4 separate regions of the Sus scrofa genome follow, and all the other regions are linked to region 1. Evidence: chromatin contacts called from public HiChIP or PLAC-seq and promoter capture Hi-C data. All regions are on one chromosome and are shown on one strand. The core of a region is the stretch at or near the end of the contact, and the rest is flanking DNA. Distances in the headings are between cores, read along the strand shown. Region 1 holds the start of ZC3H8 (zinc finger CCCH domain-containing protein 8). Region 2 holds the start of CHCHD5 (coiled-coil-helix-coiled-coil-helix domain-containing protein 5). Region 3 holds the start of TTL (tubulin tyrosine ligase). Region 4 holds the start of TMEM87B (transmembrane protein 87B).

What was found. Promoter capture Hi-C pulls out the DNA fragments that hold promoters and counts their contacts. HiChIP or PLAC-seq counts read pairs in DNA pulled down with a chosen protein or histone mark.
Region 2: a contact with region 1 is called in an H3K27ac HiChIP or PLAC-seq map of alveolar macrophages. The contact joins the promoter of CHCHD5 here to the promoter of ZC3H8 in region 1. A contact is called at or near these places in 1 of 47 Hi-C or Micro-C datasets (liver) and 1 of 2 datasets of contacts at active chromatin or transcription factors (alveolar macrophages).
Region 3: a contact with region 1 is called in a promoter capture Hi-C map of liver, with 2.3 times the contacts expected there. The contact joins the promoter of TTL here to the promoter of ZC3H8 in region 1. A contact is called at or near these places in 1 of 5 promoter capture datasets (liver), 1 of 47 Hi-C or Micro-C datasets (liver) and 1 of 2 datasets of contacts at active chromatin or transcription factors (skeletal muscle).
Region 4: an H3K27ac HiChIP or PLAC-seq map of alveolar macrophages shows a contact between it and region 1. The contact joins the promoter of TMEM87B here to the promoter of ZC3H8 in region 1. A contact is called at or near these places in 1 of 47 Hi-C or Micro-C datasets (epiblast stem cells) and 1 of 2 datasets of contacts at active chromatin or transcription factors (alveolar macrophages).

What each region holds. Positions count from the first base shown.
Region 1 is chr3:44,158,620-44,165,770 of Sscrofa11.1, forward strand. ZC3H8 (zinc finger CCCH domain-containing protein 8) reads left to right here and starts at 2,680. Exons shown (of 10, transcript XR_002342488.1): 1 at 2,680-2,853.
Region 2 is chr3:43,912,041-43,918,335 of Sscrofa11.1, forward strand. CHCHD5 (coiled-coil-helix-coiled-coil-helix domain-containing protein 5) reads right to left here and starts at 3,710. Exons shown (of 4, transcript XM_021087024.1): 1 at 3,500-3,710; 2 at 2,306-2,446; 3 at 2,053-2,218. The coding sequence starts at 3,501. It overlaps LOC110259964 (a long non-coding RNA gene), which reads left to right and starts at 3,850. Exons shown (of 2, transcript XR_002342486.1): 1 at 3,850-4,204.
Region 3 is chr3:44,020,333-44,027,193 of Sscrofa11.1, forward strand. TTL (tubulin tyrosine ligase) reads right to left here and starts at 2,279. Exons shown (of 7, transcript NM_001004041.1): 1 at 1,922-2,279. The coding sequence starts at 2,078.
Region 4 is chr3:44,322,036-44,329,144 of Sscrofa11.1, forward strand. TMEM87B (transmembrane protein 87B) reads right to left here and starts at 5,735. Exons shown (of 20, transcript XM_021087028.1): 1 at 5,454-5,735; 2 at 1,020-1,080. The coding sequence starts at 5,597.

The sequences.
Region 1 (7,151 bases), core at 1,430-3,929:
CCTACACCACAGCTCATGGCAATGCCAGATCCTTAACCTGCTGATCAAGGCCAGGGATCGAACCTGCATCATCATGGACACTAGTCGGGTTCACTAACCACTGAGCCACAGGGAACTCTTGGTAATCTTTGTTTCACAAAAATCTTCTGTCACCTTTTTTTAATAGACTTTATTGGTTTTAGAGCAGTTCTAGGTTTATAGAAAAATTAACTGGGAAATGCAAAGTTCCTCTGCCTCCCACAAACACAATTTCCCTTGTTATCTACATCTTTATTTATTTAGATAGTTATTTGGCTGCGCCCTCAGCATATGGATGTTCCAGAGCCAGGGACTGAACCTGTGCCACAGCAGTGAGAATACCATATCCTTAACCCACTGAGCCACCAGGGAACTCCTATCTACATATTATATTAGTGCGGTACCTTTGTTACAATTGATTAATTAATATTGATACATTAACATGTATAGTTTACATTGGATTCACTTGGTGTTGTACATTCTATGGGTTTTGACAAATATATAATAATAGCTGTCCATCATTACGGTATATGGAATAGTTTCACTGCCTTAAAAATCTGCTGTGCTCTATCTATTCCTTCCTCCTTCCCTACCCTTCTCCCAACCCCACCCTTGGCAGCTGCTGATTCCAAATAATTGGCAAAAAATACCGGAACTAACAAGCATTTAAAGCAAGGGTGCAGAAATCAAGGTTAACATACAAAAGTCAACAGTTTTCCTGCATACTGGCCATGAACAATTGGAATTTGAAACTAAAAACAGTTATATTAGGGAGTTCCCTTGTGGTTCAGCAGGTTAAGGATCTGGCTGACACTGTTGAGGCTCTGGATATAGCTATAGCATGGGTTTGATCTATGGCCTGGGAACTTCTACATGCTGTGGGTATGGGCAAAACAAGCAAAGGAGACCAAAAAAAGGAGTTTCTGTTGTGGTTCAGTGAGTTAAGAACCAGACTTAGTGTCCATGAGGATGTGAGTTTGATCCCTGAACTCACTCAGTGGGTTAAGGATCCAGTGTTGCCACAAGCTGCAGTGTAGGTCGCAGATGCAGCTCAGATCTGGTGTTGTTGTGGCAACAGCATAGGGCTGCAGCTGCAGCTCCTACTTGACCCCTAGTCTGAAAACTTCCAAATGCCTCTGGTGCAGCCCATAAAAAGATAAAAATACAAGATGTAACTCTAACAACAACAAAACCCTTCAGGTATAAATCTAACAAAATATATGCATGAGCTATATGAGGAAAACTACAAACCTCTGAGGAACGAAATCAAAGAACTCTAAATGGATATTCCTCCATTGAATTTTAAAAGCAAATTATCCATGTGGTGAGAGCCAGTAGCCAGCAGAGCAGAGGGGCCACCACTCATCCCAATCCTTTATTGGCTTTTGGGCTGGCTACATGGGACCACCTCTCAAATCAGAGGTTTAGAAATGCCTTCCTTCACAATAATGTTTAACATCAAAAACAAACAAACAAAAAATCTCCTAAACAAAGGTAGCCTTACAGATGTGCAGCTACAAAGGAAAAACTCAGGGCTCCTACCCCTGTCAGCTTTAGCAGAGAAAGAGGTGCCAAGATAGGGCTGCCAGATAAAATACAAATAAGTTTTGGTATATGAATGTCCTAAATATTGCATGGAATGTACTTATACTACAAAATAAAAAAGTTATTTGTATTTTAGCTAAAATTCAAATCTGTCTCCTGTGTTCTTATGTGTGATATCTGGCAACCCTTCTCCAAAGCCTCACTGTGGTGAGACACTGAACAAGGAAAAGCAACAAACCTCTTAGTTGTATTCGTGCTTTGACACTTTTCTAACTTGCTTTTTAACTCTTTACACTCTGGATTTTACAACATGTCTGAGAGGAAAGCAGGGCAAGTATTCCCATCCTCTTTAACCAGCTGAGGAAAAAAACAACAACAGGCACTAAGGGCTGGAGGGGAGGCCACGCAGGACAGGAGCACAACTGGCTCTAATCATCCTTAAGCCCAACTGTTCAATTAGATGAGGTTCAACTTTGGAATCACCTAGGGAGCTGCCCAAAACCCACTGATACCGAGGTCCCACTCGTGAAGCTTGGGAATCTTATAAAAACATTTAATCAATCTCTCTCTCTCTCTCTCTCTCTCTCTCTCTCTCTCTCCCTACCTACCTACCTATTTATCTATCTCCATTTTTTTAAACCTTTGGGCCCCCTTACCTCATTTCTCTTAGCACTTGGTACATTCAGTGGACTTTTCGGCATTAAAATTGGGTGTTTATTTTAATCTCATTGGATTGTAAAGGGTGTGCAAATCGCAAAATCTGTCCACAGCTCTGTTCACGCATCTGAAGACGTAGAAGCTAATGGCATATTCCTTAAAGGGCTGCTGTGAGGATGAGGGGAACGAAAAGATGCCTGGTACAAAGTGAGTGCTCAAACCTTAACTTTCCACCATTCCTTAAAAACGTTGTGACTTTGAGAGCACATCTTTCACTAACGTGAAATAAAGGAAAGTCCCAAGGATTAAGTTCTAAAATTCTACGAAACATTTGAGATAAATATCAAAAAGCATGTCAAAAACAATATCAGAAACAACAGAACTAGAAGGGCGCCTGCGCACAGCCGCCGGCGAAGAAGAGAGCGGGCGTGCGCAGAGCCGGGAACGGAGCGGCGCATGCGCCGGACCACCTGCGGGCCAGTGCGCGGCCGGGAGCCACTCCTCCTCAGGCTGTTCTGTTGCTCCGTAGCTGCGGGGCTCGGCTCTGGAGCGGATGATGGATTTTGAGAATCTCTTTTCCAAACCCCCTAACCCAGCTCTCGGCAAGAAACCCGCCACGGATTGTGACGAAAGGTGATCCCCAGTCTTTTCATGGTTTGAACGCAGGGGCTCCGGCCGGGTTCCGCCCCTTCGTTCCTTCTGGAGGCGGCAGGGGCCAGGGCGCGAGGTCCCGCGGGGAACGCGTGGGACCGCTGGGCGTCCAGAGGTTGTTCCGGGGCAGAGATTAGGAGCTGGAGATGGGGCCGGGTTCGTAGCCCGCTGCGGCCAGCGGTCCTGGGAACCTGAGTCTGGGGAGAGGCGGGGTCCAGGCGGCTACCGGGGTGGGGGCGAGGGAGGCCCGGGATGCCCCTCTCTCTGCGCTCGGGCCCCTCTGGTCGGGTGGGAGCCCACCTGCGTGCCCATAGCATTTGCACTTTCAGATCATCAGCTTCTGAAGGATACCGATCATTTGTCACTTCTCATTACACGTGCTAGGCGCTTTTTGGTAGAAAAGACGACATCCTAAGTTCATTAAGCAGTGAAGGATATACAATGAGTAGTCTGCTTTTAGTCTCCCGATTTACATAGAAAGATCGTAAATATTGTAATAAAGCAGCAGACACCATTGGGATATAATATTTCCTTTGGCTTGAAAAAGGTACTGAGATGGGTGGCCAGATGGCGCTCAGGTATTGATCTCATTCTTAGAGACCTGTTTATACCTAGGTTTTCTTTCACTTTTTTCCCTATGAGTTTGAAATGCTAGAACCCCTCTTTTCTTCTAGATGTTTCTCCTAATTTCCCTAAGTCCAAACCATGACGCATTATTTTTCTCATCCTTGATATGTCTTAGTCTGGTTGATTTTCTTTCTCTGTATCATTCAAATGCCTTAACTTCTCTGTGTCTCACATACTTGAATGGAAAGATCACCTTAATTCAGTCCATCATCAAGAGCTTTACTATGTTCCTTATGTGAAATACTGAAATATGTCATTTAATCTCTCTCTCTCTTTTTTTTTTCTTTTTAGGGCCACACCCTCAGCATATGGAAGTTCCCAGACTAGGAGTCTAATCCGAGCTGCAGCTGCTGGCCTACACCACATCTCACAGCAACGCCAGATCCTTAACCCACTGAGCGAGGCTAGGGATCAAACCCACATCCTCATGGATCCTAATCAGGTTCATTAACTCTTCAGCCAAGAAGGGAACTCCCTCATCATTTAATCTTCACAACAACCGTTGAAGATATTATCCTCATTTTTGCAGATGAGAAAATTGAGGCACAAAGAGGATAAATAACTTGCCAAGATTACACAAATATGAAGGCATGTAGCAAACTAGGGTTAAGTTACCCGGCCAGTCACTCAAAGATTGGTGATTTCATCACCATGCTTCTAAGGCAAAGTGGCTAAACTAAAACTTAGGCCTATACATAACTGAAAAGAGACACACTAATTATTGGCAGTGAAATGATCATCTACAAAGAAAAACAAGACGAACTGATTAATAAACTATTAAAATACTCCTACCGTATAGCACAGGGAACTGTATCCAGTCTCTTATGATAGAAGATAATATGAGAAAAAGGATGTGTATATATATGTATGATATATATACATGTAACATGTATATATATCATATATATATATATGATATATATATCACTGGACCACTTTGCCATATAGCAGAAATAGACAACATTGTGAATCAGCTATAATATTTTTTTAAAGAGCAAAGAGAAAAATACATAAGAGAGTTCAGTAAGGTGAATCATCACAGAAGTGAATAACTATGAATAAAAAACCAGTACCAGCTATCAATTTGATAAGGCACTGGACAGAAGTTCCACAAAAACTGAACTACATAAAAGACACTTTTAGGCAAAGAATGGTATTGAAGTATGGCGCATGTCTGTGAACATTCTTTGCCTGTTTTTCTCTTGGCTGGTCTTTCTTGTTAAAATATTAGGATCTCTAGCCTGCAGATATTTTACCCCCAGTTTGTTATTTGTCTTTTGATTGTCTGTGGCATTATTTTCGATGTATAGTTTTTAGTTTGTTTTAAATGTCATCAAATGAATCAAGCTTTTATGGTTCCTGGTTACTTTTCCTAATAATTTTAAGGTAAAACTACTTGTTTATTGAGCACCTGCTATATATGAGACATTATTCTAGGCCCTGGGGATATAGAAATAGATAAACATAAAAATCCCTGTGCTCGTGAGATTTATATTCTTGGTGTACCGACAATACATAGATATTAGTATTTTAGGTGATAAGTGATGTGGAGAAAATGAAAGCAGGGTAGGGAGATAAGGGAGGATGGGATGGTGGGAGGGTGCAGGTCTTTTAAAGAAGGTAGTTAAGAAAACCCTCACTAGGAGTTTCCTGATGGCCCAGCAGTTAAGGACCAGGCATTGTCACTGCTAAGGTTTGGGTCACTGCTGTGGTATGGGTTCATTCCCTGGCCTGGGCACTTCCATATGCCATGGGTATGGACAAAATAAGAAAAAGAAAAGAAAGAAAGAAAAGCCTCACTAGTAACATTGGTAAGTAATATTTGAGCAGGAACCTGGAGTGAGAGAGGTTGATCTTCTATGGGCAGAGCATTCCATATGAAGGTCCTGATGTGGAGTGAGCTTGCTGTGATTGAGTGGTGGGAGCCAGTGACCAGAGTGATGAGTGGAGGAAGAATGGCAAGACTTGAAGAGAAGAACTTGAGAAGCAATGGGATGGGCGCGGGGTGAGGGGAAACCAGGAGGCCGGTTGTGTAAGGGACTTGTAGGTTCCATAATAAGGACTTTGGCTTTTCCTCTGAATGAGATGAGAGTTACTGGGTTTTTAGCCAAGGGTGACCTATTAGCAGGGGCATCTGGTTGTGTTGAGAGTAGAATGGAAGAGGGGCAAGAGTACCTTGGATCATAGTATCAGTAGCAAGATGTGGTCAGATAGGGATATATATATATATCCTTACCCACGGTATGCAGAAGTTCCCAGGCCAGGGATCCATCCCCTACCACAGCAGCGACCTGAGCCACAGCAGTGGCAACACCAGATCCCCAACCAGGGAACTCCAGATTAGGACAAATTTTGAAGATAAAATATATTTCCTCACAGATTGGATGGGAAATATGAAAGAGGTGGTAAAGTCTTCTTTAAGGTTTGGGATTGTATTATTAGAAGGCTGAAGTTGCTGTTTAAGAAAGCAGGAGGATTAACAAGAGTTTTGAGATAATGTTGAGTCTAGTAGATATCCAGGTGGGTATTTCGAATAAGAAAGACCCTGCCTGCCTGGACTCAAATTGCAGCTCTGCCATTTGCTAGATATGTGACAAGTTATATTGTGTTCTGCATTCAGTTTTCTCATCTGTAAAATGGGCTTTTTACCAATAGTATGTATGTCCTAGGGCTGTTGTGATACATGTGATGTGCATGGAACAGCACCTGGCACGGAGGAAGCATGATGCAAGTGTCAGCTGCTGCCGTTATTGCTCTGCCGTTACCGCTCTACCTGGGGAGAGGTTGCTTTCCACTCCAAAAGATGATAACTAGAATATGGGAAAGTCCTCAGCATTTGGTTTATTGGCTCTCATAACATTGGCCTCTGCAGCAGGCGTATAGCTCGGTCCCTCATCTGGTGGATGTGACCGAACTTCTGACTGGGAACAGATCAGTGGTAGTAAACTGTTGAATTGGATGAGGCTGTAAAGCCTGATCTCCTCTTGTAACTTTGAAGAAGCACAAAGCCATGATTCACATTCTTGTGCTGGCGGTGCTTTCATGTTTGTACCATGTTCTTTTGAGAACATACAGTGCCTAGTCTTTGTCTTTACCTGGCAGGTCACTAAAATCTTGGTTTTTTTTTTTGTTTTGTTTTTTGTTTTTTGTTTTGTCTTTTTTAGGGCTGCACTCGTGGCATTTGGAGGTTACCAGGCTAGGGGTCTAATCAGAGCTGCTGCTGCTGGCCTATGCCACAACCATAGCCACACCAGATCTGAGCCATGTCTGTGACCTACACTGCAACTCACGGCAACGCTGGATCCTTATCCCACTGAGTGAGGCCAGGGATCGAACCTGCAGCCTCATGGCTCCTAGTCAGATTTGTTTCTGCTGCGCCATAATGGGAACTCTGTCTTAAGCTTTTACATTTAGTAGTCACTACTTGCTGAGACACAGTTGTCTTCAGCTCCCTGTATCTATGGCATTATTTGGATTTACCTGTACATTTTATTGGGCTTCTTTGTTTCTTATAGTTCCCTTCTTCATCTCTTTAGGTTCGTTTTCATTTTATTTTTATTAATTTTTTTTTGTAATTTTTGCTTTTTTTTTTTTTTGGGTGGTTACACTTGTGGCATATGGAGGTTCCCAGGCTAGGGATCGAATTGGAGCTG
Region 2 (6,295 bases), core at 2,460-4,959, 250 kb before region 1:
TCTTCAGCCAAAAAGTCCTCTGAAGCAGGCGATGGGAAGCAATCAGTTATAAGGCAATGAAATAGAAGCCATAATGGAGGGAGCTCAGGGACCTCGGGAGGATGGAGATGGGCCATGAGGGGACGTTTTCTAAGGGAGGGAACATCTAAGCTGGAATAGGAATTAGCCAGATAGAGCAGGAAGGGCAGTCTAGGCAGAGGGAAATAGTGAGATAAGTGCCCGGCAGCAGGAGAGACCTGCAGCAGAGTAACTGCAACACAGAACTTGAGATGGAGGTAGGGAGAGGTAGGGTCAGAGGCCACACCCTGCAGGACCCTAGAAACTGGGCCAGAGTTTAGACTTGGCCTGGTCAAAATGAGAGCCATGAAAAGGTTTTTAAGTAAAGAAGCACGCAATCAGATTTCCTCTGGGCTCACTCTGGGACCTTCACACAGAATGGAGTGAAAGAGGAAAGACAGAGCATGGAGGCCCAAGAGAAGGCTTCTCTTCTGGTGCAAGAGGAGATGGAGCCCCGGGAACTGAGAGGGACAAGTGAGAGGGAGCTGATGAAAGAAGTGGCTTTTGCCTTTAGAGCTCACAGGTCAGTGGGAGACACCAGCGTTTCTCAAACTTTCTTATTTTTTTTTCTCCCATTACTGTGCCCTTCCACCCCTGGAGTCTTTTTAGATGATTTTTTTTTTCCTTTTTAGGGCCCCACCCACAGCATATGGAGGTTCCCAGGTTAGGGGTCTAATCAGAGCTACAGCTGCTGGCCTACACCACAGTCACAGTAATGCCAGATCTGAGCCATGTCTGCGACCTACACCACAGCTCACGGCGCTGGATCCTTAACCTACTGAGCGAGGTCAGGGATTGAACCTGGCCTCGAACACACAACCTCATGGTTCTTAGGCAGATTCGTTTCTGCTACACCATGATGGGAACTCCTTTTCAGATATTTTTTAAAAAATTTCACCCATTCATGAAAATTTTTTTTTTTTTTGTCTTTCCTAGGGCTGCTCCCACGGCATATGTAGGTTCCCAGGCTAGAGGTCTAATCGGAGCTATAGCCGCTGGCCTACGCCAGAGCCACAGCAACACGGGATCTGAGGAACGTCTGCGACCTACACCACAGCTCATGGCAGCGCCGGATCCTTAACCCACTGAGCAAGGCCAGGGATCGAACCCGCAACCTCATGGTTCCTAGTAGGATTCGTTAACCACTGAGCCACGTTGGGAACTCCCACCCATGAAATTTTAATAGCATAGCTATACCATATATATGTTTCTGTACTACATACATAAAAAAAGAATTAAGGCTTTTTTGGGCCATCCTCACCCCCTGGGTCCGAACAGCTGCCGGGGCCATGAGGAAGACAGGGGGAGTACGTAAGGGAGCTGCAGGAGCTCTGCCTGAAGAAGAACACAGATAACCTGGCAGCAACCTGGGATTTTGTGCTCAGTGTAGATGAGAAGCCATTCATGAGCTTTCATTAAGGTGTAATGACACTAGTTTTCAGTTCCTTTTTTTTTTTTTTTTTTTTTGCTTTGTAGGGCCGCATCCACAGCATATGGAGGTTCCCAGGCTAGGGGTCAAATCAGAGCTGTAGCTGCCAACCTACACCACAGCCACAGCACTGCAAGATCCAAGCCACATCTGCAACCTACACCACAGCTCACGGCAACGCCAGATCCTTAACCCACTGATCGAGGCCAGGAATCAAACCTGAAACCTCATGGTTCCCAGTTGGATTCGCTTCCACTAAGCCATGATGGGAACTTCAGTTTTCAGTTCCTTAACCCTCTCTCTGGCCACTGCATGGCAGCATGGTAAGAGAGGATTCAGGGAGACCAGGAAGAAGCCTGGAGCAGGTGTCCTGGCAGTGGAGGGGTGGGGGAGATGGCTGGACTAAAGCAGGGGCTGTGGATGGGGCAACAGGGGACCATGGTCTGATGTTCTGGATTCGGGATGCATGGGGAAGGTGTGTGTGAAGCTAAGGATGCCTCCAAGATTTTTACTCTGAGTGACCAGAGGCTAAAGGAGTGGGATGAACTGCCAAGCCCCTAACTTACCTGCGTGGTTGAGGGCGAGTGTGTCGGCTGCACCTGTTCAGCACACTGCAAGAAGCGGCGTACATGCTCTGCGCAGTTGCTCACGGCTGCCTCATTCTGCCGGAGACACTCCTCAAAGGCCTCAAAAGGCTCTGCACAGGCCTGGCGGATCTGACGGATGATTGGGCTGCGAGGGCAGGGCATTTCAGGCTCAGAGAGACTTCCACTCCGATGTCCACCCACCCCCCACTGCCCTGTACTTGCCCACACTCACTGGGAGGACGTGCACTGAGAGATGCTCATCTTAAGGTGATGACAGTCCCGTTGCCATGACTCAGGCTTGGCTGCCACACACTGGCCATACTGCTCCAGCTCTCGGCTGCAGTAGCGGGCAGTGACCTCCAGGGCCGCTTGCCTGTGAGACAGGACAGACTGAGGGTAACTGCAGGCAGCAGGCAAGAGATGGAGTTCTGATCTGAGTCTAGGGTGGGACTGGCATCTTGGACAAATCTGAGAGCCTGAAGGATCCTGGGATAGGGCCAAGGAGCTAGAGAGGTAAGGCATGAGCCTTGGAGGTTGTGGAGTAGGCTCAGAGCTTCAGGGGAGATAGTGGAAGTTCTGAAAAAAAAGGTCTGATTATTCTGAAGCAGACTTTGAAGGTCCTGGACGGCAGGTTTTAGAGTTCTAGCATTCTCTAGTTTCTACCTGGGGATCATGCAGAAAAGCTCGTAGGGCCTTAGAATTAACACCTAGAGTTCCTGGAGAGAACCTGGAAGCCCTAAATGAGTTTGAAAGCCCTAAAAGTGAGGTTTAGAGGTGCAAGGGGTGAGGTCTTAGGTCCTGGGGAAGGGTCTCTTGACCAGACTGTCTTCGAAATGGGGCCAGAGGATTGGGTACTGAAAAGTGAGACTTGAGGCCCTGGGGCGGTTTGGGGGTCTAGGGTAAATCTTAAGTGTCCCACAAATAAGCTCTTCAAATTGGGGAGACAAGATCTGAAAATCCAGAGTGAGATCAGAGGCATCTAGGAACAAGTCTGTGGGCCTTATAGGTGAGGTCTGAGGCAAAGGACAGATTTGGAAGGTTCAAATGGTAAAGTTAGATGAGCCAAGGAGAGGAACTTGGAGCTCTAAGGACGGATCTGGGAGTCCTGGAGGCCCTGAGACAAGTCTGGAATCGTAGGGTTGCAGGGTGAGGACAAGACCCAGGGTTTTCGGGGCAAAACTTGAGCACAGAGAGACTGGATCTAAAAGTCCTTCGTTAGCACCCAAAGAAGGGGTGGAACCTAAACGCTCAGAGGGCGAGGCTTGAACACGAGAACTGGAGCTCGCAAGGGAATGCGCTGAATCACGAGGCTCGGACCCGGGAACAGAGAAGCCAATTCTTCCCGGAATCTTGGCCTAAGTCCAGATCACTGGGGAAAGAGAAGGAGTGCGGGGGCAGGTACAGGGTAGGCGCTCCCGCTACTCACATCTTGAGGCCGAGGCCGAAGGAGGATCAATGGGGAAGGAGCGCTCCGCCTTTTCCGGTATCAGGTTGTCATGGCGGCGCCCAGCTAAGCCCTCCTTATTTCGATTTTTCCGGTTGCAGAGCGGACTAGCAGGCCCGCTCCCTTTAGGCCCAATCTGTCATGGCGGCGCCCTGCCTCTCCTCAGGTCCGGGGCCTGTCATGGCGGCGCCCTGCGTAGCCACTTCCGTCCCTAGCTGGCTCGGGTATTTTAGGCCCTTCCGGCCTACGTGGGCGGTGCGGGGAATTCCCCGGAAGTGCTGGGACGTACAGTGGCGCCTCGGTGCCGAGGCGAGTGCGGCGCTGACTTGGGTGGCTCTTTGAGGGATTTGGCCGCAGCCACACGCGCTCCTAGTCGCCGGACTGGAGCTGATGGAGAGTGGCTGTTGCTGCTGCGGGCTCTCATCAATGCAGCCGTTCGCGGATGCGCGCAGCAGCTGAGTGCTTTAGCTGTCAGCTGCTGGCCGCAGGGAACGGGATCCCTAATGCAACTCTGCGCATGCGCTCGCTCGCCTCTTGCAGACCGTGGTGTGCGCGCGGCTGAGGGGCGGGGAAACAGCCTCCCCAAAAGCTGGACCAGGAGGAGGCCTGGACCTCCTGACTGCTCAGCATGGGTTACCCAGACCGCGTCCCCCACCCCTGGGCATAAACTCTGAAGCCAGCATGAACGTGAGTTTTAATCTTAGCTCTGTGTCACAATGGGGGAGTTACTTCCATGTAATTCTTCCTGGTGGGATGGTTCCACCTCCTCATGTCTTCCAGTGTCTGGCTCCACGTATTTGTCCCTTGGTCAGAGAACTGAGCACCAGTACTGTCTAGTATGCAGAGGTTTTCCCTGACTCCAGCCAAAATGATCATAAAATGTAGTTTGTCGCAGCATTATAGGGGAACAGGTGTCAGTCATTTGTAACCAAGTGATAATTGTTTGGGCAAATTAGGAACAAAAATTGGGTCCTGATGCTGGCTCCCACCTCCCCTCCATAAAGCCAGGCTACTGACACCTGGTTGTGGTGACTGAAAGTGCTGGCACCACTCAAGAACCCAGGTAGCTAATGTCCAAAAGGCTCAAACTTCCCAAAGAGTTTCAGGGAAAGGCTTTTAAAGACAGAGTGAGGGAGGGGGGGGCTATCAGCTGGCGAGACATTCTTCTGATTGGTTGGTGGTGAGGTAATTGGTAGCATCATCAACCTTCTGGTTACAATCAGCTTGGGGTCTACCTGCTCGTGGGCAGCGTACAATTAATTAATTTCTCCCACCTGGTGGGGGTTTCAGTATTTGCAAAATAGCTCAAAGGACATGACTTGAAGTATGGTATATAACCTTTGAGGAAGAACTAAAGGTCTTTGACTTTAATGCCTAAACAATCATTACCTTGTCTTTTTGACACTTTTCCTTTCTTTTTGCATTTTTCTCACTTCTCTGATTGAAATTGACTCTTTGGAATTCGAGGAAGGCCCAGGAGGCTAAAGTTTTTCTGTGGAGAAGAGGCAGGTGGAGGACGTGTGGAGAAGGAAGAGGGCTCTGTTCTGCTCCGTTAAACATATGCTCATCTGTAAAATGGGGGTGATGACAGTGACATTCTTCACATAAGACGTAGTGTACGTGGGAGGTTTAGTATGGAGCCTGGACCCTCACAAGTTTGGGATAAGCAAGAACCGTCGCAGGAGGCTGTGACCTGAACTGCCCTAGTTGGCAACTGACATTTGGTGATTGTGCCATTGGCCATCGGAACCTGCCTCAGATAACACAGGTCGGTTTGGAGCCCTGGACATTGAAGGAAAGCTTTCACCTCTGGGCCCTTGTCTTCTTCCTTCCTGCAAAAACTTCCCAGTGTGTTTTTGATGGGAGAAGAGAGAGAAGGGAACAGCATCAACATCTCTTCTCTTTGGCTTCAAATGTAGACCAAATTCTCAGGTTTTTCCCTCCTGGGAGAGTGAAATCATAACCTGTCCCATGCCCTGCCTCTGAGTTTTGTCCCAAAGTCCAGGTAATATGCTTCCTGCAAGGAAGGGGTTCAAACAGCTGGGCTTGTAAGTAGGTATGATGAAGATCCCAGTGGGAGACAGTTCTCCTTGGGAATGAGACACTTAAGCCTCCAAATTTCTAGTTGCCTTTTGGTGTGTGACCCACAAGTGTGACTGACTTCCTCTCTAGGGATCAAATGTGAGGAAGACTTAGGTGACCATGGGGTTTGGAGGGAAGCCAATCTGGATTTCAACCTGAAATCTCGGACAGAATACTTCTCTCTGGGTTTCCGTTTTCTGGTAATAGGTGTTTCAGGATGCTCTTCTGAGAAGACAGGCAAAGCACCTGGCATAGAGCATTTTGTATTCTTTCTAGCCTTATCAGTTTATTGTGTTGGCCTAAAACATATAGGCTGCCAGTTATTTCTCCAGTAAAAATGGGTTTATTTAGTGAAGTTCCTGTGTGGCCCAGCGGGTTAAGGATCTGGCATTACCACAGCTGTGGTGCAGGTCACAACTGTGGCTTAGGTTCAGTCCCTGGCCTGGGAACTTCCACATGCACTGAATATGGCCCCCCAAAAGGGTTTATTCTGGATCAGTAATGAAACACTATTAACAGGTCTGCAGTCATGGCAAGCCAGGTGCGAGTCCAGGAGAGCAAGGAGAAGAGAGCTCTTTTAAAGAAGGGAAAAGGGAGTTAGGAGCGCCATAGTAAAGGGTGCACTGGAGGAGTAAGAGTTAGAAGTATAGTGGCTTTTTTTTTTTTTTTTTTTTTGGTCTTTTCAGGGCCACACAC
Region 3 (6,861 bases), core at 1,029-3,528, 140 kb before region 1:
ATTGCTGCAAGTTGTGGTGCAGTTCAAAGATGTGGCTCAGGTCCCAAAATGCTGTGGCTGTGTCATTGGCCAGCAACTGCAGCTCCAATTCAACCCCTAGCCTGTGACCTTCCATGTGCTGCAGGTGTGGCCCTAAAGAGAAAAAAAAAAAAAAAAAAAGTTTACTGAAGCTCCTACTATGGTGCAATGGGTTAAGAATCTGGTGTTGCCACCGCTGTGGCACAGGTCACAGTTGCGGCTCAGATTCTACCCCCAGCCTGGGAACTTCTGCATGCTACAGGTGCAGCCAAAAAACAAATAAATGTTTACTGATCATCTGCTGACTTCACGGTCACTGTTTAGGATTTGGACCCTCTAGGTTTGGTCTCTTTCTCCCTCACCTGGAACCTCGCAGCAGTGCCAACCACCCCTGCTGCAGCCCCCACAGAGCCATTTTTCGTCAGCTTTTAATTTTAGGATTCCACCTAAGCTCTGACCGCCGGGCACTGCTCAGTTCAAGGAGGAAAGTCAGTCAGGCAGGGAAGCATACAGAACAAGTCAGAAATAAACATTCTCGACTATACTCAGGGTTTCTTCTTTTGCTGAGGGCTTCCTGGGGAGACAGTTTCGCAAAAGGGAACTTCCAGGCACATTCTCTGTATTCCAAGACTTCTAGGGGTTGGAATCAGCCCTTCCATGGAGTCCTCATCATACATGGCACACTTGTACAACAATAGAAAGTTGTCGGTGGTCCTTTCCCAAAGAAAAAGTTTCAGCAAGCCTAAGTAGAAATACCCTTCATCCCTCAAATCATTACAGTCCCCCCCCCATAAGCCCATCAAGGGCTAGTCAATTCCAAATGGTCTATTTTCAGTCTTTCCCTATTCAACCTCTCCACCCTCTGACCACACCTATTTTCTAAAAACCGTACCCTCTCCGGACATAGAACACGGCTCTCTGAGAAGCCCTCCAAGGCAGGGATGACTTTTCCTCTTGACGGATTTGTCTCTGGCAATATGATCAGGTCCCCACCCCAGGGGAATTTCTGGCAGGGAACATGGCTACCCCTAGTGAGGCTGCAATTCCCCCATGACTGTGCAGTCAGAGGCCGTGAGACTACGTTCAGGTCAATGGGATGTGAGTCTGAAGTGCTGTGCACAACTTCTGGTTTACATCATCTAAAAAGGAGCCGCCGGTCCTCTGCTTCCCCAGCACCTTCCTCCAGAGGAAGATGTAGACGCGGTGGTGCCAGCTTCAACCACGTGAATGAAGGTAACTCCCGCAGAGAGAGTAGGGCTGAGAATCCAGCGTCACCTACCATCTGCATTCAACCCACGATCGTGAGAATGTGTTCTTTGGTGAAGCTAAGAGAAGACACCCTTCCGCCCTTCCCTGGGCTGGGCTCACTGCTGAAGCTCAGGCTTTCAGAATCCAGGTCTCTTCCAAATCCTTTGACAGTTTAACTGAGCCTCTGGGTAGCTGAATCCTCAGGGTTTTCAACACACACAAGCTCCCCTCCCGCGCCAACATAGGCAGGGCAGGATCCTTAGTGAAGAAAATGTGCAAGAGGACTCCGGCGAGATTTCAGCAGCGGGCTCCGCGTAGCCGCGCCCCGCCCGGCGATCTGTCCAGCGGACCTGCCGGATTTGGGGACGTCGGGCCTGGGGAATCCGGGAGACGCGAGGCCTGGGCTCCCCGCCCCCGGCTGCAGGGACGGGTCATGGTAAAGAGGCAGCCGCGGCTCCAGGAGCCCGCACCTACATTCCCGCCCCGAATCCGATTTAGGAGATGAGAAGGCACGAAAAACGATGGGCTTAGTCCTTTAAGGGATGCATTTTTTATCTATCTGCCCGAGAAACGACGGAGGGAAGGTTTCTGACCTTAAAACAAAAGCGCCCGTTCTACCGGGAGGAGCGGGAGGGCGCGAAACGGGGAAGCTCACCCAGTCTCCCGAAGGGCAGCCGGTTCCTTTCTCCCAGCATCAGGTTGAACCTGGGATTGTCCCGCCGTAGCCTCTTCCAGTGGCCGGTGGCGAGCAGCAGCCGGGAGACCTCGGCGTAAACGCTGCTGTTCTCGTCGCGCACCACGAAGGTGTACATGGTGAAGGGCCGCGCGCCGGGGCCACCCCTGCAGCCGCTGCAGGAAACAGCCGGCCAAGCGGCTGCTCAGCGTGGGACCAGCCGGGGCGACTGCCGCGCTCCCGACCCGTCGGCCCCGCCGGCCCCGCCCCACACGCTCCAGCCGCGCCCCCGCCAGCGGCCTGGGCGCCCGCCCCTCACGCTTCTAGGGTAGCCGGCCGCGGGCGCCCGGGCGCCCGCGCGTCTGCCAGAGCAGCGAGCGCAGCCCCGACGCCGCGCCCACTGTCGGCGCGGCTCCGCCTCCGCCCCGTGATTCCGCGCGGCCGGCTCCAGGGCGGGCGGATGGGAGGGGGCCTGTGCGCGGGGGGCGCGCCAGGCTCCCTCTCTGAGCGGGCTGCCAGCTGCAGATGGTGCGGGGGCTGGAGGAGGGGGCGCGGCTTTAGCCTCAGCTTCCCGAACAGGCCCCTGAGTGGGACCGGAAGCTGGGGCGGTCCTCCCGAGCCCGGGGTCACGGCCAAGGGGGCGGTGCCAGAGGAAGATCCCTTTTTAGGGCTTGTTCTGGTAGTTTTCAACCTACTCTTTCAAAGGGACGTTTTCTGGATGAAAACAGAAAGTTGTAAGTCCCCATTCTTTGTCCAAAATGGGCTTCTTTTACTTTCCTGCTTAAGGACCGCAGAGAACCCGAGGCGTAGAAGCGGCTGTTGGTTTCGTTTGGGTCGAATGCTTCCGTAGCCTGCTGAGACCTCCTGGATGGTGCATAGCCAGGGGGTGACTTCAGATTCGCCGATCACACACAGACCCTAGGATCCCTGGACTCCGCCCTGCCGTTTACCGGCGCTGGGCCACTCGCTTTTCGTCCTCCGGACCGATTTCCCCTTCTGAGTTGGCGGAAGGTGGTTCTTTTTTGTTGTTGTTGTTTGCCATTTCTAGGGCCGCTTCTGTGGCATATGGAGGTTCCCAGGCTAGGGGTCTAATCGGAGCTGTAGCCACTGGCCTACACCAGAGTCACAGCAACGCAGGATCCGAGCCGCGTCTGCGACCTACACCACAGCTCACGGCAACTCCGGATCCTTAACCCACTGAGCAAGGCCAGGGATCGAACCCTCAACCTCATGGTTCCTAGTCGGATTCGTTAACCACTGCGCCATGACGGGAACTCCGGAAGGAGGTTCTTTAAAGTCCCTTGGTTCTGATCCTACCTGACTTCCTTTTAGGAAACATTTTTGGTGCATTTTGAGGAATAGAGAGAGGACTCTACCAGATTTCCCGCAAACTTCCTACACTTCCTCAAAAATTAGCTACATCACCCATGTGCTTCCGATGTCTTACTCTTTAGAGAAAGAATATCCTGCGACCTTTCCTGTCCTGCTCTCCCTGTGCTCATGGTATCTACTTATATTGTAAAATTGCCCTCCTTTCTTCCATTTTGCCCATAGGCTCCACTGGCCATGGGAAGCTCGCTTAGAGGAGAAATGGGGCAAGACCCAGGAGTGCTGTAATGATGACGTTCCTTCACACCCGTCCCAGCAATCCGACATCCCTGAGGAATGCGGGTATCTAGTGCCCGGCTTCCTAACCTCCAGAGAATGAATCTGCCGGGAGGCATATATCCTACGCTCTATTTCAAGGTCGCTGCAGAAGAGTTCTGATTGTCCGCAGCTGCAACTTACTCCTTTCTGCATCTTCTCTTGTTAGGTTCCCTCCTTTTCCGGTTTTCTATCCCACCTGTCTTGGGGTCACTTTCGCAGTAAACCTCAAATCGTTATACCAGGACTACCTTTTTAGAGAACTCAGGCCAAAACGTTGTGGCTGCTTCTCTTCACAGCCAGTCATCTTGAAAGTGATACCTACTTTCAGCATGCCTGGGTCCTTTCACCCTCCTGCACCACCCACTCTCCCCTACAGGCCCGCTACTCTCTCTGCTGTGAATTTCATTAGGAACTCCTGTAACCTCTGTATTTGCAAATACAGTAGATACTTTTCTCCTTTTTTATCCCCACCCATATTTTGTAGTGAACATCATTTTTGGTATTGTTTTGTCCAGCAGCACCCCTTATCCCCTTTTCTTAATAATAAAACTCATCTTTCCCCTGGAAACCTGTTTTGTGTGATTCTGGTGGCATTGACACTGTCCATTGTTGTTTTGTTTTGCTTTTTAGGGCCACACCGAGCAGCATATGGAGGTTCTAAAGCTAGGAGTTGAATCAGAGCTGTACCTACTGGCCTATGCCACAGCCACAGCAACACCAGATCCAAGCCTCATCTGTGACCTTAACCCACTGAGCGGCGTCAGGGATCAAACCCGAATCCTCATGGATACTAGTCGGGTTCGTTACTGCTGAGCCACAACAGGAACTCTACACTATCCATATGGGCACAGGAAAATGAGTACTCAGGCTTGGTCCATTTCCACCCTTTTGCCATTGTGATGGTAAAACACAGGCTAGTGATCCAAATTTGCTGAACTGATTCTCTCTGGGATTTTTCTACCTGAGCTATGGAGAGAGCCTCTCTCTCCTGGAAGACTGTGGGACAGCATGCAGCTTTATTGCTATATTACAGAGGGGAAAACTTGTCTAAGAATTCAGCTTCCTATCCTACTTTGCATCAGGCCTGTATGCGGATTATGAATATGTTCTTGCCACATGATGTAAATGAAGTGATGGGTATTTCTTAAGATTTGGACATGCCTCTTCTTCTCCTAGAGACAGGATACAAAATCAATAACAATAGTGCCACAAAAAGTTGAAAGAAATTTACCAGAATTTATGCTGGGTCATTAAGCAATCCTCAACACATTTCAAAGGACTGAAATAATTCTGAGCACTTTCTCTGTCTGCAGTGGAATCAAGCTGCTTGGAAGTTAGTAAAACCCTTCCAAATAGCCCATGAGTCAATGAAGAAATCACAATAGCATGAAAAAACTTTTTAACTGAATGGTAACAAAGTTATGGTGTGTCAAAACTGGTAGAACACAGTTAAAGCTGTGCTTAAGTGGAAATTTACAGTCTATAGTATATATGTTATAAAAAGAAGAAAAACTGAAAATCAGTGATCTAAGCTTTCATCTCATGAAACTAGAAAAGAATATCAAATCAAACTCAGAGTAAGTGGAAGGAAAGAAAGGACAAGGGAAGAAGCCCAGAGAATAGAAAATAAATATACAATAAAGAAATCAGCTAAGCCAAAAGGCTGCTTCTTTATTATTGAAGTGTAGTTGATTCACAATATTGTATTAGTTTCAGATGTCCACACATATATTTTTTCAGATTCTTTTCTATTATAGGTTATTACATGGTCTTGAATATAGTTCCCTGTGCTGTAAAGTAAATCCTTATTGTTTATCTGAGGTTTTTAATTTTTTAAAAGACAATTTAAATTGTTATGCATTAAAGAAAGACAAAGAAAAATGAAAGGAAGCACAAATAACCAATATTAAAACAAAAAAAGTAGACATCACTAGAAATCCTGAAGACATGAGAAAGAATAAGAATTATTATTATTTTGCTAGTGAATTTGACAAGAGTCTATAAAATAGCATGAGGATTCTTGATCTCTGCTACATAGGTGCAGAATGTTAGCTGGGAATGTGCTTACCTCATTCACAACCTCAACCTCTGGCCAGTAGAAATGAGTCCTTGACCCTCCCTGACAACTCTTGCCTCTGGGAAACCACTTTCACCGATAAGGATTCTGAGCATCATCCACTGCTCCAGTAGAGTGAGCCTCCTTTAATGGCAAGAGAAAAGTTGCTGGTCCTATGGTCTTCCTTCAGTGGCAGAACTCCATGTTAAAGGGACAGATGGAATCAGCCACAGTCTAGGATTCCATAGATTTCCACAAAATCCAGCATTTGCTCTAGTATAAACACTTTTCAGATTGTTACATGCCTTTGGTCAGTTTTCCAAGGGCTGAAATGATTGGGGGCAATTCTGTCCATCTTCAGAGCTATTTTTAGGGAAGAGCATTTGACAGTCTCCTGACTCAAACATAGCCAGAAGTCCTGCCTAAAATCACTATCCTTCCCAACACTTTTGTATTTAATTATTTGAATCAAACTCTCTCTGTTTTAAGTAGCCAAAGTGGTTTCTGTTTTCCTGATCAGACAATACCCAAACATTATAGTCTTTAGGGACTTATTGCAAATCAAGGAATGGGTGATAATTTGAACAGGAAATAATTCTCAAAGTTTGCACACCACCCATGTGCCCAAATCACTGGTTTCCTCACTGGTAAAGTATAATGAATAATACTTACCTAATTAAATTGTTCTATGAAATAAATGAAGATGCTGTACAGAAAACACCGGGACATAGAACACATCTCAAATACATATATAATTCTACTTTCCCTCCAGTTTAAGACCCCATTTCTTTCATTGTTTCCAAGAAACAGTAGCCTGAATATTTACTCACAAACCAGATTCTTGTGAAAATGCACACATGGGGAAACTAGAAAGATGTCAAGTTAATTAAACTGCTTAATGATTCACCATTTGGCTTTCAGATGCCGAATTTCCTTTCAGTTCCCCACAACAAAACTTTGTGAAGACCTGTAGTTTGAGTCTTATTTCTATGGCTGAATTGAGGAAAACATTTAAATTCTTTCTCAGACTATAATCTGATTCCTGTTCTTGTGAATAAGCAGGACTTTCAATACTGCAGAAACAGCAGACCTTCAGTGGCTCCATACATAAATTATGATGTTTCCGTGTTAGCAATACTGCCTGTGACGTCAGTAGTAGAGTCAGCTAACAGTTGCTGGGAGATGCCACAGTCTTGAACTGTAGTGTAGACATAAATAC
Region 4 (7,109 bases), core at 4,485-6,984, 170 kb after region 1:
ATCTGGCGTTGCCATGAGCTGTGGTGTAGGTCTCAGACACGGCTCATATCTGGTGTTGCTGTGGCCCTGGTGTAGGCCGGTGGCTACAGCTCTGATTAGACCCCCAGACTGGGAACCTCCATATGCCACGAGTGCGGCCCTGGAAAAGACAAAAATAAAATAAACACATTTTAAAAAATAAATAAATAAATAAATAAAAGGGATTCAAATTTCACAGAAGTCAAATTTTTTTTTGCTAAAAATCACTTTACTAGACTATAATTTTTTTTTTTTCCTTTTTAGGGCTGCACTCGTGGCATATGGTGGTTTCTGGACTAGGAGTTGTATTGGAGCTGTAGCTGCAGGCCTATGCCATAGCAATGCCAGATGTGAGCCATGTCTGCAACCTATACCACAGCTCTCGGTAATGCCAGATCCTTTAACCCACTGAGCAAGGCCAGAGATTGAACCCACATCCTCATGTAAACTAGTTGGATTCTTAACCCACAACAGGAACTCCGACTTTATAATTTTTAAAGAAAAATTTATGGAGTTCCCTTTGTGGCTCAGTAGTTAACGAACCCGACTGGTATCCATGAAGTTGTGGGTTCAATCCCTGGCCTCGCTCAGTGGGTTAAGGATCTAGCGTTGTTGTGAGCTGTGGTGTAGGTTGCAAATGTGGCTCAGATCTGGCATTGCTGTGGCTGCGGCATAGGCTGGCACCTACAGCTCTGAATAGACCCCTAGCCTGGGAACCTCCTCATGCCGCAAGTATGGCTCTAAAAAGACAAAAAAAAAAAAAAAAGAACAATTTTTTTACATTTTCTGAGACAGGATCAGAAGAATCTATTCATGAAAATAACTAAGGCCTGCCTGGAATAAAAGAAACCTTAAAATGTTAAAATCACTTAAAAACATTTGCCTTGTTCAAAATATATATCATAATGTGTTATGTCAGTTATATTAATATATTAGTTGATAACATGATAGTACATGCTACTTGCTCATAATTTATTTTAGTATTATATTATTATACTTACCAGAAAACTTGATCTCAGTAGAGTTAAACATAGTTTTCCTGAATATCAAAGGTCCTGATTTCTAAAATGAAAAACAAAGAAATATAGAAAGAGCTTGTTAAAAATTTTCCCTCTACTGTTTAAGAGCATGGTGCTTTTTTTTGGGGGGGTTTTTTTTTGGTCTTTTCTAGGGCTGCACCTGTGGCATCTGGAGGTTTCCAGGCTAGGGGTCTAATCGGAGCTGTAGCCACCAGCCTATACCACAGCCACAGCAACGCCAGATCTGAGCCAAGTCTGCAACCTACACCACAGCTCATGGCAACACCAGATCCTTAACCCACTGAGCGAGGCCAGGGATTGAACCCGCAACCTCATGGTTCCTAGTCAGATTTGTTAACCACTGAGCCATGACGGGAACTCCAAGAGCATGGTTTTATGCTGGAAAAATATACAGTTCTAATCCTTTCACTTCTCCCTATGACCAGAGTGATTATTTTTCAAAAACATAAACCTGATCACTTCATTCTCTGGCTTAGAACCCTGTCCCATGGAACCCACTCCCTGCAGTGGATGTCAGGCTCCAGAAGGCTCCTGGGTCTAGCATCACAGCCTGGGGCCAGCAACACACAGGAGGTAAGGGCTGCTGCTACTGCACCATTACTGCTGCTCAGACAGAGAGTCTGTACATCTGCAGCTGTTCTCGGTATCAACATAAATGCTCTTCGAATAAAACCACCAGTCCCCTCGGTGTCCTCACAATAGACTAGTTCTCACCGTGGCCCCCAAAGCCCTGGATGGCCAAGGTCTGCCCACCTCTCTAGAACCTTTCCACCAGTTCCTCAAAAACACAATACTCCTTCCTGTACTCAAGACCTTGGTGGTCAACTTGAAAACTTAAAAACCCGTCCCCGTCACTCTTTCTTCATCTAGTTAATTCCCCCTTACCTTGAAAGCCCAGTTCAAAAGCCCCTTCCTTAGGGCGTCTTCCACAGGGCCTACACCAGGCCAGGCCCTCTCTTACATGGTCTGTAGGACCCATTCTTCACAATCTTTACCCCAAGCAAAACGACATCATGTACTAGTTAGTTATCTAATGTCTGCCCTCACCAAGAATAAAAATCCTGTGAGAAGATATTATGTTAAATGAACAGGTGGTTCAGGATTAAAGAAAAACACTGACAGGACAAGCAGCTCTTTCTTGACATTTTATCAGCTCCTCAACAGTTTCAACAATAAAATCCCCAGCCCAGATCCCTCCTCTGAGCTGCTTATGTGCACATACTCAACTACCAAGGTCAGGTCCACCAGGATGTTCAACACACTGGGATGACATTCCACGCCCACCTGCCCTAAACCAGACCCCCCTCTGCTCTTCACCAGCTCATCCTGCGCTGTCCACCTTGGCTGTAGATGATCCATCCTCAGTCACCCAAGCCAGGCTCCTACTGGTGCCTCACCTCCATCACCCAATCTCCACAGCATTCCCACTTTATATCACAGACACTTCCCAGATTTAGCTCTTTCTCTCCATTCCTGCCACCACTGCCCTAAGTGAGTCCCTCAACATTTCCTGCCTATGCTTCTGCAGTAACTGGTATCTCAACCCCCAGAGGTCCTTAAGTTTGAGACTCTCAGCCTCAGGCTCAAGGTCAAGATCAGACGTGGAAGGCTTATGGTGGCCCAAGTCTGTGCTAACACTCACTCCATCAGCAGAAACCCAGAAGTTGTTCTACCTTCTCCTTCTTCACCAAGGTAACGTCTACTCATCTTTACAGAACCAGCCAGACACCAACTCCAGAAAGTGGGGTTAGATGATGCCCTCAGTGCTCTAGTAATAACCAAAGAATGCCACCATGCATGTCATTACTACTTATGAAATTGCTGTCTCTACTACTATGTGAGCTTCTTGAAAGAGAAGACTGTGTCTAATATTCATCCTTGCAACAGCAATGGCCAGTGCAGTGCCTGGCACAGAGTAGGCGCTATTGACCTTTACAACCAAAGGAACCATTTCTCAATGTCATTTGCAGCAACATAGATGCAACTAGAGATTATCATAACAAGTGAAGACAGAAAGGGAAAGACATACCATATGACATCACTTATTTATTTATTTATTTATTGCTTTTTAGGGCCATATCTGCAGCATATGGCGGTTCCCAGGCTAGGGGTCTAATTGGAGCTGCAGCTGCCAGCCTACACCACAGCCACAGCAACGCAGGATCCGGGCCACTTCTGTGACCTACACCACAGCTCACGGCAACACTGGATCCTTAACCCACTGAGCGAGGCCAGGGATCAAACCTGCATCCTCATGGTTCCTAGTCAGATTGTTTCCACTGCACCGCAGTGGGAACTCCCCCATATGACATCGCTTATATGTGAAATCTAAAATATGGCACAAAGGAACCTAACTACTAAACAGAAACTAACACGCAGACATAAGAGTACAGACTTGTGGTTGCCAAGGAGGATGCACTGGGAGTTTGGGGTTAGTAGATGCAAACTATTTATTACATTTGCAATGGATAAGCAATGAGGTCCTGATGCACAGAGAACTATATGCAATCTCCTGGGATAGACCATGATGAAAAAGAATATTATAAAAGAATGTGTATATATATACATATAACTGAGTCACTTTGCTGTACAGTAGAAAGTGGCACAACACTATAAACCAACTATACTTTAATTTTTAAAAAATTTTAAAAAGGAACCATTTCTTGATAGATTTGTAGTACAAATAAAACTCTACTTTCCTGTTCTGAAGAACAAGTATTGATAACTTGAAATAGGAAAAAAAAATCCATCTACTCTTGGCAAAAAAGAGCTTTATGGGCTGCTACTGGCACATAGGACTAAAGATTATGTGGGACCCAAAGAAAAATTTATCTTCCTTATAGAGGAAGCAATGGCATTCTCTCCTCATGGCCTCTGGAATCTCACCATCCAAGTATACTGGGTAAAGACTTTTATAGATACGGTCAAGCAGTCTGTTCACAGCTGATTCACTTCCAATATATTCAGACTTAGTTTATGCTACTGACCATACACTACAGAAGCGGCATGAAATTCAAAGAAACTGCATGAAATTACTGTTCAGAGAAATTCAATAATGTAGATATGCAGGTTCTATCACCAGCACACAAAATAGGGCAGCAACCCAGAAGAATCCTAGAAGAAATGGTAGCACTGGGTCTTAAAAATTCAGTTTCCGTCCTGACGCAGTGGATGACGAATCCGACTAGGAACCATGAGGTTGTGGGTTCGATCCCTGGCCTTGCTCAGTGGGTTAAGGATCCGGCGTTGCAGTGAGCTGTGGTGTGGGTCACAGATGCGGCTCGGATCCCACGTTGCTGTGGCTCTGGTGTAGGCCAGAGGCTACAGCTCGAATTCGACCCCTACCCTGGGAAACTCCGCATGCCGCGGGAGCGGCCCAAGAAATGGCAAAAAGACAAAAAAAACAAAAACAAAAACAGAAGGACATCTACTCTCCCAGGTAGGTTTGTGTTGTAGGAAGAATTTGTAGCCTCTCGTGCTACTTTCTTTTTCTGGCTGAGGAAATCGAAATATAAGTTTTGCCTTTAGAATTCGGACGTTTCTATACATGGGAAAAATACTCATCTCAAACAACTGGACGAATCATCTTACTCTAAAAGAGCAGGACATAAAGCCTCTTCAACTTCCTGTCTCTTCTTTAGCAAATCTTTCCAAAATTCTACCCCTGCATTCTTCCCACATCACCTCATGTAACTACTTGATGCCAAGTTCTCAAATGGCCTGCCCTGGAAAGGAAGAGTTTCCACGCATTCATGCCTCCAGACTAGCTCGCAAATATCCTTTAATTACACATTCCGCCCCAACTCCCCACACACATATACTCTCGGAGCTGTGATAGGAGGCCGAGAGAAATCCAGGAGCCCCAAAATAGGGAAAGAGGGGTGGGGTGACTACTGCATGTTCCACTGTCATTTAAGGGGGGAAAAAAAAGAGTAAGAAAGAAAGCGGCACATGCTCTTTCTAAATGTACGCGGAAACTGAAGCCGGGCAAGTCCTCCCTGAGGCCTCACGGGTGTGGCCCTGTGGCTGCACCCGGGCACGAAGAAGGGTCAAATCCAAAGATGCCCCTGGGAGTGCCGAGGGGTTCTGGGCTCAGGTCTGAATAAACGAGGACCCGATCTAGCCAGGGCGTGTCCGGGCGGAGCGAGGGACCAGGCCGTCGAGAAAGGTGATCCTCAGGAACAGGAACAGGGCTCCGAAGGGAGAGCCGTTCCCTGCACACAAGCTTGACTGGTTTTCTCCCTAGGTCGGGCCAGGGGAGACAAAAGGCCCAGAGAGCGTATTAGGGCACCCGGAGCAGGCCCGGTCAGAGGAATAAGCTGGGTCCCCGGCGAGCCCCGGGAACACCCTGAGGACCGGAGAGGTGCGTCTCCTTGGTGCCGACGCTCCACTTACGTCATTGACCGTCGCTGCCCAGAGTCCAAGCTCGGGCACAGCGCCCACAGCCGCCGGACCCCAGCACAGAAGGCAGAGGGCGACGCGCAGCACCGGACCCCCGGTGGGAAGGAACCAGAACCCAGCTCGTGCGGCAGAAGCCATCTTGACGCGGAATCCGCACCTGGCGCTCCGTGACGCCCGCCAAGCCCGGGGCCCGCACCAGGTGCAGCTCCGCCCCTGGGAGGCGGGCTCGGGTCCGGGAAGTGTGGCTGGGACATGGAGGCGGGGCTCGAGGCCGGCCACTGCGTGGAGCTGGAGGCGGGGCCAGAGCGTGGAAAGAACGGGTGCGGGCGGGGGAGGAGGGTCGGAGCGTGAGGGCGGGGCCAATATGGGGGGCGGGGCCGGGGAGGAGGCGGGGCTCTGAATCTGGCGGCTACGGAGGAGGGGGTGGGTATGGGGGCAAGGGGTGGGTCTCAGGGCCGGGTCGGGGGGCGGGGCTTGGGGAGGCGGGGCTCAGAATCCTGCCCTAGCTGGTTTCTGCTTCCGCCCCAGGCGGGAGGCTCAGATCTCAGGCTCCGTGGGGTTGTGGACGGATGCGTAGGGAGGAGTTGCTAGCTAAGGTTTTGCTTTATTTCATTTTCTTGAATTCTCTCCGTTTGCCAGTACTACAGTCACCTCAGCACGAGGGAAACAAACTGTCCTCTAAATTCACCGTAAGTGCCGGGAAAGTGCTTTGAGGTAGGGTCAGTTGAACCCAAGGCATTGTATTGTGTGTGTAATGCCATGTCTGTAGGACAGTTAATAATTTTCAGAACAAATAAAGTTCCCCGATTGCTTAAATCTCTGAGGGGCAGAGCTTGGGTCTAATTGTGTACTTCAGGCATTTTTGACTGTGAAAGCTAAATAAATCTCTTGCCAAAGAGAACTATGGTAGTTTATTTTTAAATGTAAATAATGTCCAGAGGGAGAATAAAATCCTGATTTTGTTGCAGGAAGCTGGATACCTTCCAAGAGCCTGAGTATTGCCTCTTGTCCGACACTGGGAAATAAATTGTCCGAGGAGACGCATAAGCTGACAAAGCAAAAGACTTTATTGGGGAGTTCCCTTTGTGGCTCAGTGAAAACGTATCCGACTAGAATCCATGCGCATGTGAGTTGGATCCCTGGCCACGATCACTGGGTTAAGAATCCGTTGCGGTGAGCTGTGGTGTAGGTCGCAGATGCAATTCGGATCCTGAGTTGCTGTGGCTGTGGCATAGCCTGGCAGCTACAGCTCCATTTCAATCCCTCACCTGAGAACCTCCAAATGCTGCAGGTGCGGTTCTAAAAAGAAAAAAAAAAAAAAAAAAAGACTTTATAAGACTTTATTGGGAAGGGATACTGGGTTGTCTCTGGCCAATCATCTTGCTTGTCCCATATTTGGTCACCAAGCTCAGGGTCCTTGGTGACTGGCACCTCTCAGCCAAGATGGATTCCAGCGCCAAGGATCCTGGGAGGCTGGTTGTCTCCTCCCTCCCAAATTCTGCCCTGTTAGACTTCAGGGCAGAACCACATTCCTTATCAAACCCTCCTATTGTGAAACAACTCCTGCAAGAGTCTATTACCGTGTCTGGCCATAGTGGGTTGTTCCAGTCAGTGGTTCCCTAACAATTTAACCGTGTCATTAATGTAAGA